Linked DNA regions of Mus musculus: regions 1, 2, 3, 4 and 5 are each linked to region 6. A link is a contact called in public HiChIP or PLAC-seq and promoter capture Hi-C data. All regions are on one chromosome and are shown on one strand. The core of a region is the stretch at or near the end of the contact, and the rest is flanking DNA. Distances in the headings are between cores, read along the strand shown. Region 1 holds the start of Serinc4 (serine incorporator 4). Region 2 holds the start of Mfap1b (microfibrillar-associated protein 1B). Region 3 overlaps Frmd5 (FERM domain containing 5). Region 4 overlaps Frmd5 (FERM domain containing 5). Region 5 holds the start of Trim69 (tripartite motif-containing 69). Region 6 holds the start of Golm2 (golgi membrane protein 2).

Region 1 (2,700 bases), core at 158-2,657, 410 kb after region 6:
GAGAGATCTCCATTTCCGTCATCTGCAAAAGGGAAAATCACGTCACCAAAGCCTCTTCTCCACTTGTTTCAGGAGCCCAAATTAGGTAGCACTTCTCTTGTGAATCCATTAAAAAATTAATACTCACTATCAACTCCAGATCTTCCTTCTTGATAGTGACCTTCGCCAGTTCCTTCTCCCTGTAAATATTTATACATTTCTTTTCATTCTCTGCCTCTGCTATAAACTCCCAGAAGGAACACTCCCAGCTACTCACTGAAAATGGGTGGAACAAGGTTTACTGAAAATAGCAAATAAACGCGCCAACTCTTTCCCCTGGAGGTTTTACAGTAAGGTATCCTGGAATCTTTCCTTCCACTAACAAAGTTGTAATCCCTAGATCTGTAGAAATTGGTTAAAGACGTAAACTTTTTTTTCCCCTGGAGAACGAGGACCTACCGGTAGTGCTGGTGGTGTGCTTTAAACTTACCGCTCTTGTTTGGCCTTTTGTTCCCTGGACCGTCTGTCTCCAATGACGGACATAGCCTGTAGAAAACACGAGTCAAGTTATCTACCACCGTGCCACGCAAATTTTCTGATCTAAAACGCAATACCAAAAATAAAAACCACGTGGTTTTCAGGTATTCACAACTACGAGTGTTCTCAGGACCAAAGGACTACGCCTAATTTCGTGCACATGAGATCTATTTAGGCCCAATCTCTATCGAATTCTTAAGCAAACAGCAGACTGGGTGGGTGCTGTCGCTTAGCCCCACCCTACTGCCAAATCCCACCATTGCTATCAGCCTTCCCGGAGCCCCAGTGAGCAGCAAACCGGTCAGTCTCACCTCTCTCCCGCCCCTCTCTCAACCCCTCATACAAGCTCCCAGCCAACTTCACCGTTTCAAGATTCGAACTCTGGATCTCCTTCTCCTCCGCATAGTCAGTAACCCGCTCTAGGTCAGCAGCACCACTGTCATGTTTCCTTGGCTTCTCGGGAGGCCGCTCCGGGCCGCTGGTCTCGGTCTCTAACTCCAACTCCACGTCTCCCTCGGTCGCCATTTCGATCTCACCGCGCCGCCGCATAGGCTGCCGCTTCACAACTTCCGGCAACCCTCACAGCTTCCGCCCAGATAAGGGGCGGGGTAGGCGTGGACCACACCTTTGTGCCTGTCTTGAGAAGCTTCAGCTAGCAAAGAGGTTCGCTTTTGACTTCCTCTCCAGCTTGTTTTCTGCAGTCTCCTTCGACTATCTGTTCACTACCCACACCACCAAGGCACATTGTTCCTAAGAGCAATCCTTTCACACATAGAGACACACACATGGAATTCTGTCCAATCAAGGTGGCTAATCCTAAACCAATTAAAAAACCTAATCCCTAGACCTGATAGGCCAACTGCTCCTAATCTCAGAATAACAGTCCGAATGATCCCGAATAGGAAGCCCGGCGAAGGCATCTTCACAAGACTATTTGCATCTATCTACCACTTCCTGGTAACCTGTATTCATTTTATGACATGTCTATGCTGCCTTAAGACGAATGATTAGGCCAGCAAAGCGACTGTCCAATGGGCGAAAATCCCGAGAAGCTGCTGTTTCTCGTCAGTTTTTCCAATACTGGATCTACATCTAACAAAAATGATGGGTGCAAAAGTTGTCACCGGCCGGAGCACCACCCAGGGTCTTGCACAGCAGCACGGTGGAGTCAGTAATGTAGTGGAAACCCCCTTCAATCAGGTGAGACATTTGGGAAGAGATAGCTAAAAAGCTAGGAGTTGGGATGAGAAACCTGGTTCTTTGCCTGGGTAATAGGTAAACATCTCATTCCACATTCCCAGCCATAGATCATTAGGAAAAAGTTAAGTGGTTCAAGAATACACCAAAGTTTAAAGTTCTTGCAATGAAAACCTTACTAGTGCTTTGTGGAAGGTAATCCTAAGAGGCTCATAACCAGACAGAAGGATGGAGGGTTTGGGAATTTGACCATTGGTTAACCCCACACCCTTTGAAAAACTCTGCATTGCTTCTATCCCCAGGCATCCTGCTGTGGACCTGTTTCTTGGACCAGTGGCTGCCACTCTCTGACAGAGTCTAGGTGTAGCCGCCTGCTCTACATCCTCCTCCACGTGGGAGCCTCAGCAATCTGCTGCCTCCTGCTTTCGAAGACAGTGGTAGAAAGGGTCTGGGGCAAAGCACATGGGGTAAGTCGGCAAGGGTTGCAATGTGAGGGAAAAAAAAAAACCTTTAAGATTTGGGACAGGGAGCAAAGGAGTCAACCTACCAGTAAAAAGTTGAGACTGTCCATAGATTGTGGCTGGCCCTGACTTTTCTCACAACCAACTCCCTGCAGATCCAGATGCCCTCAGTGCTATGTGCCCACCTGTTTGGCAGCTCGGACTGCCCAGTTCTCAGTGGCTCTGGCGCTGTGTATCGAGTGTGTGCAGGAACTGCCACCTTCCACCTGCTGCAGGCTGTGCTGCTAGTTCGCCTCCACTCCCCCACCAACCCTCGGGCACAGCTGCATAACAGGTTTGTGTTTAATTTTTTGGATGGGGATGGGATAGAGGGAAGTAGACACAAGCTGGCTAAAAGAAACTCCAGGATGAAGAAAGAACACTGTAATAAAGAAAGTATGTTTATAAACTCCTGGGCTCTAAATTTTAAGTAATAGTTATATGCAAACCTTCTCTAACTGTAGTGTTGCTCAGATGTGACTGTGGC
Region 2 (2,702 bases), core at 84-2,583, 390 kb after region 6:
TATTGTCCTCTGATCATCATATATGGCATGGCTCACCCACCCCAATAATAAGAATTTGGGGTTTTTTGTTTTGTTTTGTTTTTGTTTGTTTGTTTGTTTTGTTTTTTCGAGACAGGGTTTCTCTGTAAAGGGTTTCTCACTTTGTAGACCAGGCTGGCCTCGAACTCAGAAATCTGCCTGTCTCTGCCTCCCCGGTGCTGGGATTAAAGGTGTGAGCCATCACACTCGGCAGAATTTGCTAAAGGTAGACACTTCTGTTTCTCTCAGGTTAACATTTAGTGCATAGTTGTTTACAAACTCTGAGGGGTTCTAACTTGAACTTCTTATTTTTATGTATATCTTTGGGGCTCCCCCCCTTAATTTAGATGGGAGGGTAATGTGGTTATAATCCAATAAACATTTTTAATAATAACAACAACAACAAAAATATTTTTGTCTACTCTGGCCTTCTAAAGCTTTTCTGCTTGTAAGCTTCGTCCTTGTTTGACTCATTGAAAATCCTCACTAAAGTTTGTCAATTTCCTGTCTTCACCAAGCAAGGACACAGGTGAAAAAATTTGATAATTATATTAACAGAACCTTCAAAGTCCTATATAATATTGTACTCCCTCCCAGAATTTTTACTGTGTAGACCGACTAGCCTCAATTACAGAAATCCACCTGCCACGGTCTTTCCAGTGCTAGAATAAGGGCATGTGTGTCCAAATCAACAATTGGCCCCTAAGGGATTCTCCTTTTTTTTTTTTTTTTTTTCTTTTGAAGAGTCTTCTCTTGTTGCCTAAGCTGGCCTACAAAACACGGCAATCCTCTTTCACCTTCCCAAATGCTGGGATTACAGACGTGACCCACGTATCCGGATGAAACACTTTACACTTCTAGCTTTTTATTTTTTATTTGTTTTTTCTTTTTTGTTTTTTCAAAACAGGGTTTCTCTGCGTAGCCCTGGCTGTCCTGAAACTCACTCTGTAAACCAGGCTGTCCTCGAACTCAGAAATCCGCCTGCCTCTGCTTCTTACTGGGATTAAAGGGGTGCACCATCATTTTCGGCCACACTTCTAGCTTTAAACAGTATGCACCAACAGTCTCTCCTAAAATGTAATAAATAAAATCTTTAATCCGAACCTTCCTGGACCTTACCAAAACCAAAAGAAACAACTGTCAGACAGGAGGACCTTCCAGTTCTTGAGCGGTTGAAGACGAGAAAATTGCCTTAGGAAAGCGCACAAATTTCAAGCTAGCCCTTTAAGCGATCAGCGCTCAGCCGCCCTCCAATTACCCACAATCCTCTGTTATGTACTTCCGGTTCCTCTACCTCTGCCGGAAGTTGTTTCTGTCAGTTGCGCAGCTGTGTCCAGCACAGCCTGTGGGACGCGGCGTTCTGCTCCTTGCTCTTCGTTGTTGGGATTGAGTCCGTTTTGGAGAGTCTCCGCGGCAGCCGTCACCATGTCGGTCCCAAGCGCACTCATGAAGCAGCCGCCCATCCAGTCTACGGCTGGGGCCGTCCCAGTTCGAAACGAGAAAGGTACGGGCTCCCCTCCCCTCCGGTTGGCTCTGAACTCTTTCATCCTGAGTATCTCTCAAACCTGCCTTACGCCGACCATGCCAGCTCGGCTGGCCCTTAAAACCTAGCTGCAGTTTCTTCCTGCGTCCCGCCTAAAGTCACAGGTGGCGTAGAGAAAGGGGATAGCGGGATCCACTTGCATCTACCTGATCGATTTAGTGAGGAGATCTCTCTCGAAATATGAAGTAAAGGAGGCTGGAGAGGCAGATCAGCGGTTGAGAGGACGTACTGCTGTACCACAGGGCGCAAGTTCAATTGCCAGCAGTCACTTCAGGTGACTCAACAACAACCTGGGACCCCAAGTCTAGGGAGATCTGACACCTCTGGCTTCTGCCAGTACCTACGCTTGTGCACATATCCACACATAGCATCCTTACAAATGATGATAATAATAATGCTGCATAGATGGCTCAACCGTTAAAGGCCAGGCTCACAGGCAGAACAGTAACAAAAATCAAAATATAAGAAGAAAGTGGGGCTGGCGAGATGGCTCAGTGGTTAAGAGCACCGACTGCTCTTCCCAAGGTCCTGAGTTCAAATTCCAGCAACCACATGGTGGCTCACAACCATCCATAACGAAATCTAATGCCCTCTTCTGGAGTGTCTGAAGACGGCTACAGTGTACTTACATATAATAAATAAATAAAATCTTTAAAAAAAAAAAGAAGAAAGTGAGCTAGAGGCCTATGTTGTGTGTTTCTTTTCACTGTAATTGTTTTGTTTGTTTATTTTTAAGTGTATGAATGCTTTGCTTCCATGCATGGATATGCACCATGTGGGTGCAGTACCCACAGAGGCCAGAGGAGGGCCTGGAGTATCAGACTGTAACAGACTGCCATGCAGATGCTGGAAAATTGATCCAGGACCTCTGTATGAGCAGCAGAGCCTCTTAGCTGCTGAGCCACCTCTTGAGCTCCACCCTGTTTGTGTTATAGAAGAGATCTCCCGATTCAGCACAAGAGCTGGAGGAAAAGGTAGAAGCTGGCTAGTCAGAACGTTAAGTTAGGTCGTAAAGGCTGCCACAGCACCGCAGAGAGAGAAGCTAGGAAGAGAGCTGCCCTTACTGTGCCTGAGGTCAGACCCCGAGCATCCACATAGACACCTTGTGGGGAGAAGAGACGAGTTAGGAACTTTAGGCTTG
Region 3 (2,700 bases), core at 184-2,683, 290 kb after region 6:
CAAAACAAAGAAGTAAATGAGACATTAGATGTGAGTCATGCAGCATCTGCCCTTCCAGAGAGGAACTGGGGTAGGGACAGGCTCCTCTTCCTGATACCCTGCCTCTACCTCACGTGTACATTCCGTGCTTAAGGAGATGTTAGCCACAGCTCCTGCTTTTATGCCCTTACATGTGTACCACTCCTCACAGTTTTAATTAATTGCTTTATCTTTTTTTTAAAGATTTATTTATTGATTATATGTAAGTACACAGTAGCTGTCTTCACACACTCCAGAAGAGGGCATCAGATTTCGTTACAGATGGTTGTGAGCCACCATGTGGTTGCTGGGATTTGAACTCGGGACCTTCGGAAGAGCAGTCAGTGCTCTTAACCACTGAGCCATCTCGCCAGCCCTAATTGCTTTATCTTAAAGTGTGTGTGTGTGTGTGTGTGTGTGTGTGTGTGTGTGTGTGTGTGTGTGTGTGTGTGTGTGTCTAGATAAGGGCGCCACGATGTCAGATACTCTGGAACTGGAGTTATCAACAGGTTGAAAGCTACCCAACAGGGTTGCTGGGAACCAAGTGTCATAAGCCGTAGATGTTCTTAACCGCCAAGCCATCTCAGCAGCCCCTCACATCTCACTTTTTATTTGCATTTGGAGAGATCTGATTGACCTCTGTCAATAATCTGCAGGGGGACATCTACCGAAAACCCCGCCTGATCTCTTCCTTCACCCAGTATTCCACTCTAGAGGCCGAGACAGGCCCATTTCCCCATCTCTGACAGCACAGTTTTTTTCTGGTTGTAACAGACCACCAGGGGCTGGCTCCCTCCAGATCCCAGCACTGTGGAGGCAGTGTGGAATGGGGGCTTGGGGAATGTTTATTCCAGGAAGTGATATGTCTATGTTGAGCCATACAAGTAAGTTTTTGATCTGAACCTTAAACAATTAACAGTGCAGAGCAAAGTATCCGAGAGCCTGGGAGGAAATGGAAAATGTATTTGTTTTGTGGTATGAAAAAAAATTTAATGTAGGAAAAATTTCCCGACAAGGATTTTGATAGGCTTATACTACATATTTGTGTCTTTAAAGCAACGAAAGCAATCCTTTCTAGTTCGTTCTCTGTTGTCTCCGCAGGTACTTAGTCTTCCTTCAGATCAAAAGGGATCTCTACCACGGCCGTCTTCTCTGTAAAACATCGGATGCCGCCTTGTTAGCGGCCTATATCCTTCAAGGTAATGACTTTGGACAGAATACATTTGCTTTTCATGCTAAGTCCTGATTACATTATTCCATTTACCACAGATGACGACTTCTTAGATCAAAACAGCTTCTAACTTGAAGCAGTGTTTGAGTTAAAGGATTTTGCCTGCGCCATCCAGAGCCAAAAGCCCAGTGCCCTGCCGCAGCCAAGGCCTCGTGGCTAGCCCCTGAGTCATCTGGACCTTTGCAGGCTTGCGCTGTACCCTGCATGCTAATGTTTCTGGGATGCCGGGAAGTAATCAGGAATCACCTGCTCCCACCCCCACCCCCTCACCCCCCACACACAACTCACCGAAGTCTGAGGCATGATGGGAACTCTCTGCTGAGAGTGTTCAATGTTTCAAGTGTTCTCAAGTGAGAAGCTATTTCTCAAAGCTGACAAGAAAGAGCTGAGCCTCTGGCTGCTGGTTTCCAGACCAGCTGTGGTAATGTGTCAAGAAAGTGTGGGGCATCCGCCAGGCCCTTCTCTCACAAAACGCTGAGAGCACTCAAGAGCCACCTCAGAATTTTCTTAGTCCTCCTGCCTAAAACTGTCATTAACCACAGGATTGTTTTGGACATAAGACCATGAAGTTTCCATTAAAAAAAAACCGTGAACCCCTGATTATGAGTCAGGGAACTCTCAGAAGCAACTAATGGAGAATTTGCAAAGAGCTTGCTGGCAGGAGAAGTGTCAGACCTGTGCTAAGATGGGAAAGTGAACCCCTCGAGGGCACTGACTCTGAGGGGGGCCATTCCTGTACCAGTCAAATGGGGAGTGCAGAAAGAGCTCGTGCATCATGAGGCACCCAGAGAGTCCCCCTTTCTTTTTGAAAGGAAGCCTGGCCTGTTCTGGTTGCCATGTTAAACTTTTTTAACAAAGTCATTTCCTTGGGTCCACCCTGATAATTATATTGAATTTTTTTTTTTCAAAAAAAGTATTGGTGGCCAACATCAACATTTTCCCCTTGAAGCTTTTCAAATAAAATCAAAGTAAATGACCTCAAGGTTCGAGGTCACTCTTCCCTGAAGGAAAGCTATTTCTTTTGTTAAATAAGAGAAATATCCAAAGGATTTGGAATTTGGCTGTGTTTTTGGTTCTTGGTTTTTGTTTTGTTTTTTTGCTTTTGAATTATAACCTCACAATGTTGTCCAGGCTAGATTTGAATTTCTGGGCTCAAGTGATTGATTCTCCTGCCTCAGACTTCCCAGTACTCGGGACTACAGACATCTACCACTGCCATACCTAGCCCTTGGATAACTTGGAAGGTACCATAATTGCAGAGGAAAGCACTGAGTCCAGCTGCGACATGTCCTGGACTGGTCCTGGAACGGCCCCCTCAGAGTCAGAGCCCCTTCAGAATCGGAGCCCCCCAGAGCCAGAGCCCCCTCAGAGCCAGAGCCCCTCAGAGCCAGAGCCCCCTCAGAGTCGAAGCCCTCTCAGAGCCGGAGCCCCCTCAGAGCCGGAGCCCCTCA
Region 4 (2,700 bases), core at 75-2,574, 310 kb after region 6:
GTGCACATCTCTATCATGGAAGGTGAGTGTGCGCTCCTGGAAATGACGCCGGTGTCTGAGCACTGTAAGGAGGCTAAGTTCCTCCCCAGGGGCTGTATTAGTTACTTTCTGCTGCTGTGATACAATTCCAGGACCAAGACAATGTATGTAGGAAAGTTTATTTTGAGCCAGGCACAGGCCTTTAATCCCAGGAGGCTGAGGCAGGCTGATCTCTGAGTTCGAGGCCAGCCTCGTCTACCGAGTGAGTTCCAGGACAGCCAGAGTTACAGAGAAACCCTGTCTTGAAAACACAAAGCATATCACGGCGGAGAGGCAGGGCAGCCTTAGCTGGCTTAGCAGTGGAACAGAGCTGGGCGCTAGCATCTTCAAACAAGCACACGGTAGAGAGAGAGCCTGAAGTGAAGTGAAGCCCAAGTGGTGTGCTTCCTCCAGATCCTAAACCACCTCAGCACTGCCAACTGGGCACCAAGTGCTCAAACACCCAAGACTCTGGGAGACAATCTCACTCAGACCAGAGACTCGAAAAAATCCTATTTGCTTTAGAGATAACAGCAGTCTCTTGGGTAAGAGCCCAGTGGGAGGTAGAGGTTCTATACAAAGGTGGGGACACAGCGGAGTGTTTAGTCCCTAGCAATGATGTGGCGGCGATCAGTACTCGGAGGCAGAGGAAGCTGAGGCAGGAGTTAAAGGTCAGCATAAAGTACATAGCAAGACCTCATCTCACACACAGAACTGCTCAGGTAGGGATGAGTATCATTCTGTGGGAGGGTCTCTGGTTTGTATTATTCACTTATGGCTGACACAGAACTCCAAGGAGAAACCTGGATAGGCGGATACCACCAAGGCCGGTGGTTGCTTCATTTGTAAAGAGGAGCCTCTCTCTGCCTGCTCGGCAACTGACAAGGATGCTAATGCACATGCATTGCTTTTGGTGAGGGTGAGGGTGAGGGTGAGGGTGAGGGTGAGGTGGCAAAGCTTCACGCTGTAGCACAGGCAGCCCTCCCACCTCAGCCTCCCAAATCCTGAGATTGAGTGTGAGGTACAGCACTTTAAAGAGAAGCCCTGCTAGGCAGTAATGGCGCACGCCTTTAATCCCAGCACTTGGGAGGCAGAGGCAGGAGGATTTCTGAGTTCAAGGCCAGCCTGGTCTACAGAGTGAGTTCCAGGACAGCCAGGGCTACAGAGAAACCCTGTCTTGAAAAAAACCAAAAAAAAAAAAAAAAAAAAGAAGAAGAAGAAGAAGAAGAAGAAGAAGAAGCCCTCCCGCCTGGCCTTTTGCAACTGTGGTGAAGTGCTGCTAACGAGCACAGCCGACTGTAGGGAGGAGCCATGAGGGATGGAACCAGGGCCTTCAAAAGGCACAAACGAAACCCCAAAGAACACGCTTTTGGCTGTGAAGTCAGCTCATTTGAAGGCACATCACAGAAGCCTTCTGACTTTTCTAGAAAAGCTTCATTTGCTTTCTAAAAATGGGGGAGGGGGGAATACAAAAACAACAACAACACAGCATTACAGTTTGAATGAAGCACAAAATCCCCACAAACAGGGACACTTTTAAAACAGTCTTGGAGGCCCAGAGGACACTGGGGAATGTCAGTTTCCTTTACCCACTGTGTCTGGACAGAATGTGGAGCTCAGCCAAGTGGGTTGTAGGACAGTCGGACATGGACAGACACAGCTCACTCCCAGCCCTGGAGCCACTTCTTCCTCAGTTCCTGTGTGACTTCAGTGCACATGGCCTAGATAAAGCCTGCCTGTGGCTTCAGAGCCTATTTTCTGGGACAGTTGTAGTTGGTCCACGGCCTTTCCCCTTCCCTCTGAGAGCCGGGGCCACGCGGGGCCTCGGGGAATGAGCTGCAGGCTGGCAAGCATTGCTTTTTATGGATGTAAGCACTTCTGGCCTATTCCAGTCCCCTGATAAGGATAGCCTCTGCTCTCCACGCTTCTCCCTCCTTCCAGCTCAGCCTGACATAAGGCTCTGGAGAGTCAGCACTCTGTCCAGGTGGAGGGCACTGCTGCCACGGCCTGGGGGGTGGAGATTCTTTGTACCTAGCTGGCTATTTCCTCTCCGTACCTCCTGGGCCTGGCTGGTGTCCCTTGAAGAAGGAACTGCCGTCCTGGCCTGCCATGGGAAAGAGTCTAATTAAGATTCAGACCAGAGTCCGTGTCCAGCTCCGGCTGACTAACCACTGCCTTCGGACCCTAAGCGTCCGCATCCTGAGGATGGGACCCCGGCTTCAGTGTAGGGTCCTAACAACTGTCCCCCCTGGCCCACTGGGAGCCACTTCTGGACAGAGGCATCAGCTAGATCACCTCAAAGGTAAATACACCTGTGCCACTTTGCCCCAGCGCCCGGAGACTAATGGGTCTGAGGAGGGGCAGGGTGAATGGTGGTTCCTATAGCAGATGAATCTTCTGAAATATGAAAACTTGTAGAAAATGGACATATCTGGACACCATTAAGGGAGGTAACTCAGACTCAAGACAAATACTACGTGTTTTCTCCCATGCAGATACTACCTTTTAATCTTGACATATGTGAGAGTGGTCCTAAAACCAGAAAGGAGACCATGGGGTGATGAGGGGTTAGGAATGTCGCTCAGTTGGGAGAATGCTTGGGTAACATGCACGAGGCTCTGAGTTTGATAAAGCTTGGTTGCATACATCTGTATTCCCAGCGTTTGGTGATGGCAGGGGGAT
Region 5 (2,700 bases), core at 146-2,645, 290 kb before region 6:
GCACACCTTTAATCCAAGCACTCAGGAGGCAGAGGCAGGCAGATCTCTGTGAGTTCAAGGCCAGCCTGGTCTACAGATGGAATTCCGGGACAGCCAGGGCTACACAGCAAAACCCTGACTTAAAACAAAACAAACAATTACAGAAAAAACCAACGAGGAAAGCTGTTGCATTACATTAACTATGCCACTGTCCTCTGTCTCTTCCTGAGCTCTTATGGCCAGCACATTACTTGGCTGTGGTAGGGGCTTAAGGAATGTGTTGGAAGTAGCTTGTCTGAATCTCTGCTCTTTAAGAATACTCTTGGTCTCCACCCTCTTGAAACCTGAAACCCTCTCCTTTGGCCCCGAGTGCACTACTACCCTGGTTCTTTCCCCATGAGTAATTTCCATCCCCCTTTCTATTCTTAGTATCTTCTCTGGCTTTCTTCTAGCTCTGCTCTCTTTTAACAAGTGAGTAATTTCCTGACTTCGTGTTCAGCCTCACAGAAGTAAATCCTAAATCTGTACCTCTGGGTTCTGACCCACTCGGCATCCGGATCCATGTACTGAGATTCCTTGATGGGTTTCCGTGGAAACCCGGCTTCCTTAAAGTAAATCGATGTTTTCTTTTGTCTGTCAACACTAAAGTTTAGAATACTAACTTCCTTTACTTTAGTTTTAAGGTGTTAATTTAAGACGTTTAACTGGGCTGGTGAGATGGCTCAGCAGGAAAAGATGCTTGCTCCCAAGCCCGACGACCCAAACTCAGTCCCTGAGATCCACATGGTGGAAAGAGTGAACCTAATCCTGCAGATTTTCCTCTGACTTCCACACATGTGCTCTGGTATGCACGCCCACATATCTACACAAAATACACAAATGTGATTTCTAAAAATGTTTAACTGCACCTCTGTTGTAAATATAACATACCAAGACCTATAGTATGAAAAAATGTTATAACTAATAATTCTTCATCTAAAGATAGTAGTTATATTGATAAAGAGGTTAACTTTTGTATAATGTTTGTCTTAATTATCAAAAAGTTATGGTGGACCTCCTTACTTTCTTACCCACATCTCTAATTTCTGTTTATCCAAAGGCCTAGAGTTTAGAAGGTAAAGGCTACATGTTAAATATTTCTTTGATTTCCCTTCTTGATCCACAATCAATACCCTGTTTCCTACCCTGTGTGTAGAAAACCCGCTGAGTGGTTAGAGAATAACTTACCTCCATGAAACTTGGTCATTAGGCCACCAGGGGGCAGAGTCAGGCAACTTGGCTTTGCTCAGTGAGCCCAGGATGGCTGCAGACCAAGAGTTCTGGGCCTGTTAGTATGCTAGGAATGGACTCAGAGCCCATGAGAGGAGGAGGGAGAAGAGAGTTCAGGAGCTGAAGAAGACAGACAAGGCCAAAGCTAGAGATCCAGCAGGTTCCGTGACAGTTTGTCAGTTGCTTTGATGATATTCGCGTCTGAGATAGACAAACTCTGATTGGATTGGAATGACCTGCCAACCCCTTTTATTATTTTATTTGGGATGGGATTCTTTTAAACTTCAGGTGGTAATCTAATTTTTAAATGTTTAATCTTGAGTTATGTGTGAGTATGTTTGTGCTCGAGTGTGTGTCATGTATGGAGGTGCCCACAGAGGCCAGAGAGGTGGATCAAATTCCCTGGAGCTGGAGTTACAAGTAGTTGTGAACTACCTGATGTGAGTACTGGGAGCCAAACTCTGGTCCTCTGTAAGCACCATAAATACTCTTAATGGCTGAGCCATCTCTCCAGCCCTGGTAATGTAATTTTAAGGTTTTCAGATCTCACTTGGGAATGAGGCTGCTCGAGGGAAGAGAGAACAAACAGCAGCATCAGCTGTACCCCTGACTGGAGCGGCTTCTCTTTATCCTAGCTGGACCCGTCACCTCCAGACACAGAGCCTTTCAGGGGTAGCTGTTTGGCTCTCCCTGTCTTCTTGGCATCTCCTGAAGCAGACCTGATCAAGTAGCAGGGTCTGGAGCTGGACCCTAAGGCAGCAGGGAAAGATGCTGTTCACACAGCTTTCTCTAAAAGTCTAAGTAAGCACTTTTAGCTTAGACGCTCGTCCCTAGACCATGCTCAAGTCTGGGAGCCCGCGGGTTTGATGTTTTGCTTACAGTAATTCTAACTCAGTATATTGCCTTGAGTGGTTAGTGTCTGCCTGCTATCCAGCCTTAGCATGGACAACAGCATGCCAGAGTTAGAGACTGCCCACAAATGCCTTGCTTCTCTGGCTTTGCACAGGCTGCCCCTCCTGCCAAGAGAGTTGCTGAGAAGTCAGAGCAGGCTGTGTGCAGCAGCAGCACCTGGCAGATGTTTCTATCACTGCTCTGGGTATACTACATTCTTCCTTTCATTAAACCGATTTGTCTTCAGATCTCTTTCCCAAGAAACCGCAAGCTTCTTGTGAGAAAGAACTGTCTTCTTAGCCCCCAGGCCTTCCATGCTATCACTCTGTAGTAAACACTGGCTTAGTGAGAGAGTTCGAGGGGCCCTGTGAATGATCTGCACACCCTCCTTCTGTCTGCTTGTTTTCTTAGATTTCAGGGTTATTGTCGTTGTTTGTGTTTGTTGTTTGGTTGATTGGTTTGGGTGGGTTTTGTTGTTATTTTGTATTTGTTTTGGATTTTGGTTTTCAAGACAGAGTTTCTCTACATAGCCTACATTCTGGCTGTCCTAGAACTCACTAT
Region 6 (2,700 bases), core at 83-2,582:
AAGATTTTTAAATTTAAAATTTTGTATTTTCTATCTGCATTAAGCAGCAGCCCTAAGAGCTATTTAAGCACACACAATTTTATTTTCTTTCAAGAATTATAACGACAGACATAAGATTCTGTTCCTAAGAACTTATTTTTAGATTCTACCATTTCGGCTAATTTCATTAACAATTCAAATTGAGAAGATAATGGATTAACCGCACTCAAGTCACAAGTGTGGCTCATATACGGGTTCCTGACTCATCTATAACAACACTTTCAACACAAAATTCATTTTTTAAAAATCTACTTAGCAAAATACATCAATTTATAGAGATTTCTAAAAAGCCATACTGTTGACAAATACATGTTGAGCACCAGAAGGGAAGAAGGCCGCATTCTGAAATAAATTAATATTGATCAGTCTGCACAGGAGGTGGATGAGACAATGCCCATACATATACCTGGCAGCCTGTGTGCCGGGAACGAAGGCGGCCACACAGGCCAGATGATAACCACTGCCAGCTCAGCAGCTGAGCTTGGAGGAAAGGTGGTATCCACACATAGGCCACTCTAGAGAACCAGAACTTACAGTCTCTGCAAGCGAACAGAGAATGTGGCGCTGACACCGGGAAAGTCTGACAACAAACAGGGTTGCTGGGGGTCTGGGGAGCTTCCAGGGCTACCACGCTGACGGCATACAGCAATCGCCGGCGGGCGAATATTAATACCCCACCCAGAAGTGAAAAGAAAAAGTCTAGGAGGGCCGAGGAAAGGGCTCGACCTTACCTTGTCATCCTCGCATCTCTTCCCCAGGCCTTCCTTGGCCTGCAGCCGGCTGCTGAGGCGACCGTAATCGGCCTCCTTCTGGTCGATCTGCTTCTTATGCGTGTCCACCAAGAGCAAGAGGTCCGAATTGCGCTTCTCCAAGCGCCCGCGGGCCACCTCGGTGCGCTGGACCTGGCCCTGCAGCTCGGCCACCTCCTCCTGAAGCAGAACGTGGCGGGAGGAGATGCTCCAGTAGTTGAAGGCAAGGACGACGATGACTACCAGTAGCACCACCAGCACGAAGGACGGCAGGCGGCCGGCCCGCCGGTTGGCCCCGAAACCCACCATGAGGCCGGTGGCTCCGCCGCTGCCGCCGACACCTGCGGGCAGCGCCGGCCTGCTGTCTCAGCGGCCTCGGGACCCGGACCCCAAGGGACGGGCCGAGCCGCCAGAGCGCGGAGGGGGGCGGGGCGTCGCGGGTCCTCCCCGCCCCCTCTGCGCCCCCGCCGCGCCCCCTCCGAGAGTCGAAGGCCAGCGGGCTCCCGCCGCAGGGAAGCGGGAGAAGCCGGCGCTGGTACTCGCGACCCGATGCCTCAAGGCTGGGGGCGGGGACGCGAGCCGGAAGGGGGCGGGTTTCCTCGGTCCACGCCCACCGGCTGGGGCCGGGGCGCCCAGGGGGGCATTAGCTCGTTTCCGCCGACGCCCCCTCTTCTCGCGAGATAGTGGGCTTCTTCTCGTCCCCTTGCGGTCTTGTCTCGCGAGGGTTCTCTGGAGGCTGGGGCGCGGGGTCGGGGTCGCGCGGCGTACCTGGGTGGGTGTGCGTGGTGCTGTTACCTGGTGGTGTCCCCTGAGGCCAGGTTTAGGGAGGTCCTGCTATCAGCGGGCCCCTTGGCAGAGTGTCCTCTGTCAGGACCAATTCTGAGACTGCCACCAAGTAGGGAAGGCTCTAGGTAAGATGGGACCTGATGGGTGTCTAGCAAGGTTTTATGCTAGGTGTTGTTTGTGCCACCGAGGTGGAAAAAAACAAAAACAGTTGACATTAGCCCCCAGAATAGCGGTGCCCAGACAATACAGCAAGAGAAGCTAAGCTTGAGGATGCTCTGCGATTGAGATGTGTTAGCAGCCTGGTTTCCAAGGTTACTGCTGTCACGGACAGGAAGAATTCCAAAATGCGGTGCTCCTATTTTAAAACGCTCTGCTGCTTTTCCCTCGACTTAGCTGAGGAGAAAGCCCAGAAGCTGCCCTCGGTGAATGGCAGCTAATGCGCCGTTACTGACGGCTGACACATTCCGAATTAGCAATAGCAGCCCTTACAAGTTGTTTCTGCACGCCTAGTTTTACATCCCTCCTATCCCAACAACGCTTTACACAGGAGAAAGCCCGGAAACAAAGATGTGCGGAAACGTCAGAGTCCTGTATCTTCTGAACTGGGCTTAAAGCCAAGTAACAGAACTCGTAATACTGTTCCTCTCTCTGCTTTGTAGCAGGTGTTGTTCTACGTTTAGCGTCATGTTCAGTGCTACAGAGAATCCCCTGCTCGTTCCCTCTGCGTGCTGCTTGTGTAGTTGTTTAAACAAACAATAAAAAGTTACTGGTTTTCACCTGTGTAACCAGAGGATGGATTTGTAGTTATTTTTCAGACTCCGGGTCAAGAACACAAACTTAAGTGTTTATTCAAACCGGCCTATAGTTCTGAGACATGAAGATTTTACAACAGTGAAAAATTGTTCCATGTGTCCTGTGCATTTCAAAAATAAAGTTCATCTGCTTCCAAAAAAAAAAAAATACCTTCACAGAAGGATGTTTCTCTTTTTTATACTATACAAACAACAACAACGACATAAACGTACCAGAATTTACTAGCTGGTTTACATCAAAGTTGAAGATTAACTCTCTTCAATTACAGCATTTGGGGTGTTGAGGCAGAAGCTGGAAGCCAGCGTGTGCTGCA

The links. Promoter capture Hi-C pulls out the DNA fragments that hold promoters and counts their contacts. HiChIP or PLAC-seq counts read pairs in DNA pulled down with a chosen protein or histone mark. Capture Hi-C pulls out chosen DNA fragments and counts their contacts.
Region 1: a promoter capture Hi-C map of neural stem cells shows a contact between it and region 6. The contact joins the promoter of Serinc4 here to the promoter of Golm2 in region 6. A contact is called at or near these places in 1 of 39 promoter capture datasets (neural stem cells), 1 of 484 Hi-C or Micro-C datasets (embryonic stem cells), 4 of 115 datasets of contacts at active chromatin or transcription factors (astrocytes, bone marrow-derived macrophages, embryonic forebrain and 1 more) and 1 of 9 other capture datasets (pancreatic islet).
Region 2: an H3K4me3 HiChIP or PLAC-seq map of bone marrow-derived macrophages shows a contact between it and region 6, with 7 times the contacts expected there. The contact joins the promoter of Mfap1b here to the promoter of Golm2 in region 6. A contact is called at or near these places in 7 of 39 promoter capture datasets (the 3T3-L1 cell line, cranial neural crest, hippocampal neurons and 3 more) and 2 of 115 datasets of contacts at active chromatin or transcription factors (bone marrow-derived macrophages and stem cell-derived neural progenitor cells).
Region 3: an H3K4me3 HiChIP or PLAC-seq map of stem cell-derived neural progenitor cells shows a contact between it and region 6, with 2.8 times the contacts expected there. The contact joins the enhancer-like site here to the promoter of Golm2 in region 6. A contact is called at or near these places in 20 of 39 promoter capture datasets (the 3T3-L1 cell line, 3T3-L1-derived adipocytes, the C10 cell line and 11 more), 4 of 484 Hi-C or Micro-C datasets (cortical neurons and embryonic stem cells), 13 of 115 datasets of contacts at active chromatin or transcription factors (the NIH/3T3 cell line, the SCID.adh cell line, VIP interneurons and 8 more) and 4 of 9 other capture datasets (adipose tissue, embryonic stem cells, liver and 1 more).
Region 4: a promoter capture Hi-C map of the HPC-7 cell line shows a contact between it and region 6. The contact joins the enhancer-like site here to the promoter of Golm2 in region 6. A contact is called at or near these places in 23 of 39 promoter capture datasets (the 3T3-L1 cell line, 3T3-L1-derived adipocytes, the C10 cell line and 13 more), 10 of 115 datasets of contacts at active chromatin or transcription factors (T-cell acute lymphoblastic leukemia, VIP interneurons, embryonic basal ganglia and 6 more) and 4 of 9 other capture datasets (adipose tissue, embryonic stem cells, liver and 1 more).
Region 5: a contact with region 6 is called in a promoter capture Hi-C map of pancreatic islet. The contact joins the promoter of Trim69 here to the promoter of Golm2 in region 6. A contact is called at or near these places in 2 of 39 promoter capture datasets (liver and second pharyngeal arch cranial neural crest) and 1 of 9 other capture datasets (pancreatic islet).

Annotation. Positions count from the first base shown.
Region 1 is chr2:121,455,471-121,458,170 of GRCm38.p6, reverse strand. It overlaps Serinc4 (serine incorporator 4), which reads left to right and starts at 1,407. Exons shown (of 12, transcript NM_001025371.2): 1 at 1,407-1,716; 2 at 2,016-2,180; 3 at 2,330-2,508. The coding sequence starts at 1,618. Hypk (huntingtin interacting protein K) reads right to left here and starts at 1,083. Exons shown (of 4, transcript NM_026318.3): 1 at 880-1,083; 2 at 470-525; 3 at 128-179; 4 at 1-22. The coding sequence starts at 1,065.
Region 2 is chr2:121,472,654-121,475,355 of GRCm38.p6, reverse strand. Mfap1b (microfibrillar-associated protein 1B) reads left to right here and starts at 1,333. Exons shown (of 7, transcript NM_001081975.3): 1 at 1,333-1,522. The coding sequence starts at 1,444. It also overlaps the pseudogene Gm14018.
Region 3 is chr2:121,574,839-121,577,538 of GRCm38.p6, reverse strand. It overlaps Frmd5 (FERM domain containing 5), which reads left to right. Exons shown (of 14, transcript NM_001360084.1): 5 at 1,120-1,217. Among named protein-coding and RNA genes, the nearest start is that of Wdr76, 69 kb to the right of the region's middle. Within about 2 kb of position 1,433, at least 28 of the 459 cell types and tissues checked have an H3K27ac peak or open chromatin away from gene starts, as enhancers often do. A contact at or near this core is called in the NIH/3T3 cell line, the SN4741 cell line and stem cell-derived neural progenitor cells, where this site is marked.
Region 4 is chr2:121,550,660-121,553,359 of GRCm38.p6, reverse strand. It overlaps Frmd5 (FERM domain containing 5), which reads left to right. Exons shown (of 14, transcript NM_001360084.1): 13 at 1-22. Among named protein-coding and RNA genes, the nearest start is that of Wdr76, 45 kb to the right of the region's middle. Within about 2 kb of position 1,324, at least 18 of the 459 cell types and tissues checked have an H3K27ac peak or open chromatin away from gene starts, as enhancers often do. A contact at or near this core is called in the HPC-7 cell line and adipose tissue, where this site is marked.
Region 5 is chr2:122,159,403-122,162,102 of GRCm38.p6, reverse strand. Trim69 (tripartite motif-containing 69) reads right to left here and starts at 1,395. Exons shown (of 7, transcript NM_080510.3): 1 at 1,207-1,395. The coding sequence starts at 1,212. The region is part of intron 2 of Patl2 (protein associated with topoisomerase II homolog 2 (yeast)); the gene reads left to right.
Region 6 is chr2:121,865,602-121,868,301 of GRCm38.p6, reverse strand. Golm2 (golgi membrane protein 2) reads right to left here and starts at 1,332. Exons shown (of 10, transcript NM_001205369.1): 1 at 771-1,332. The coding sequence starts at 1,097.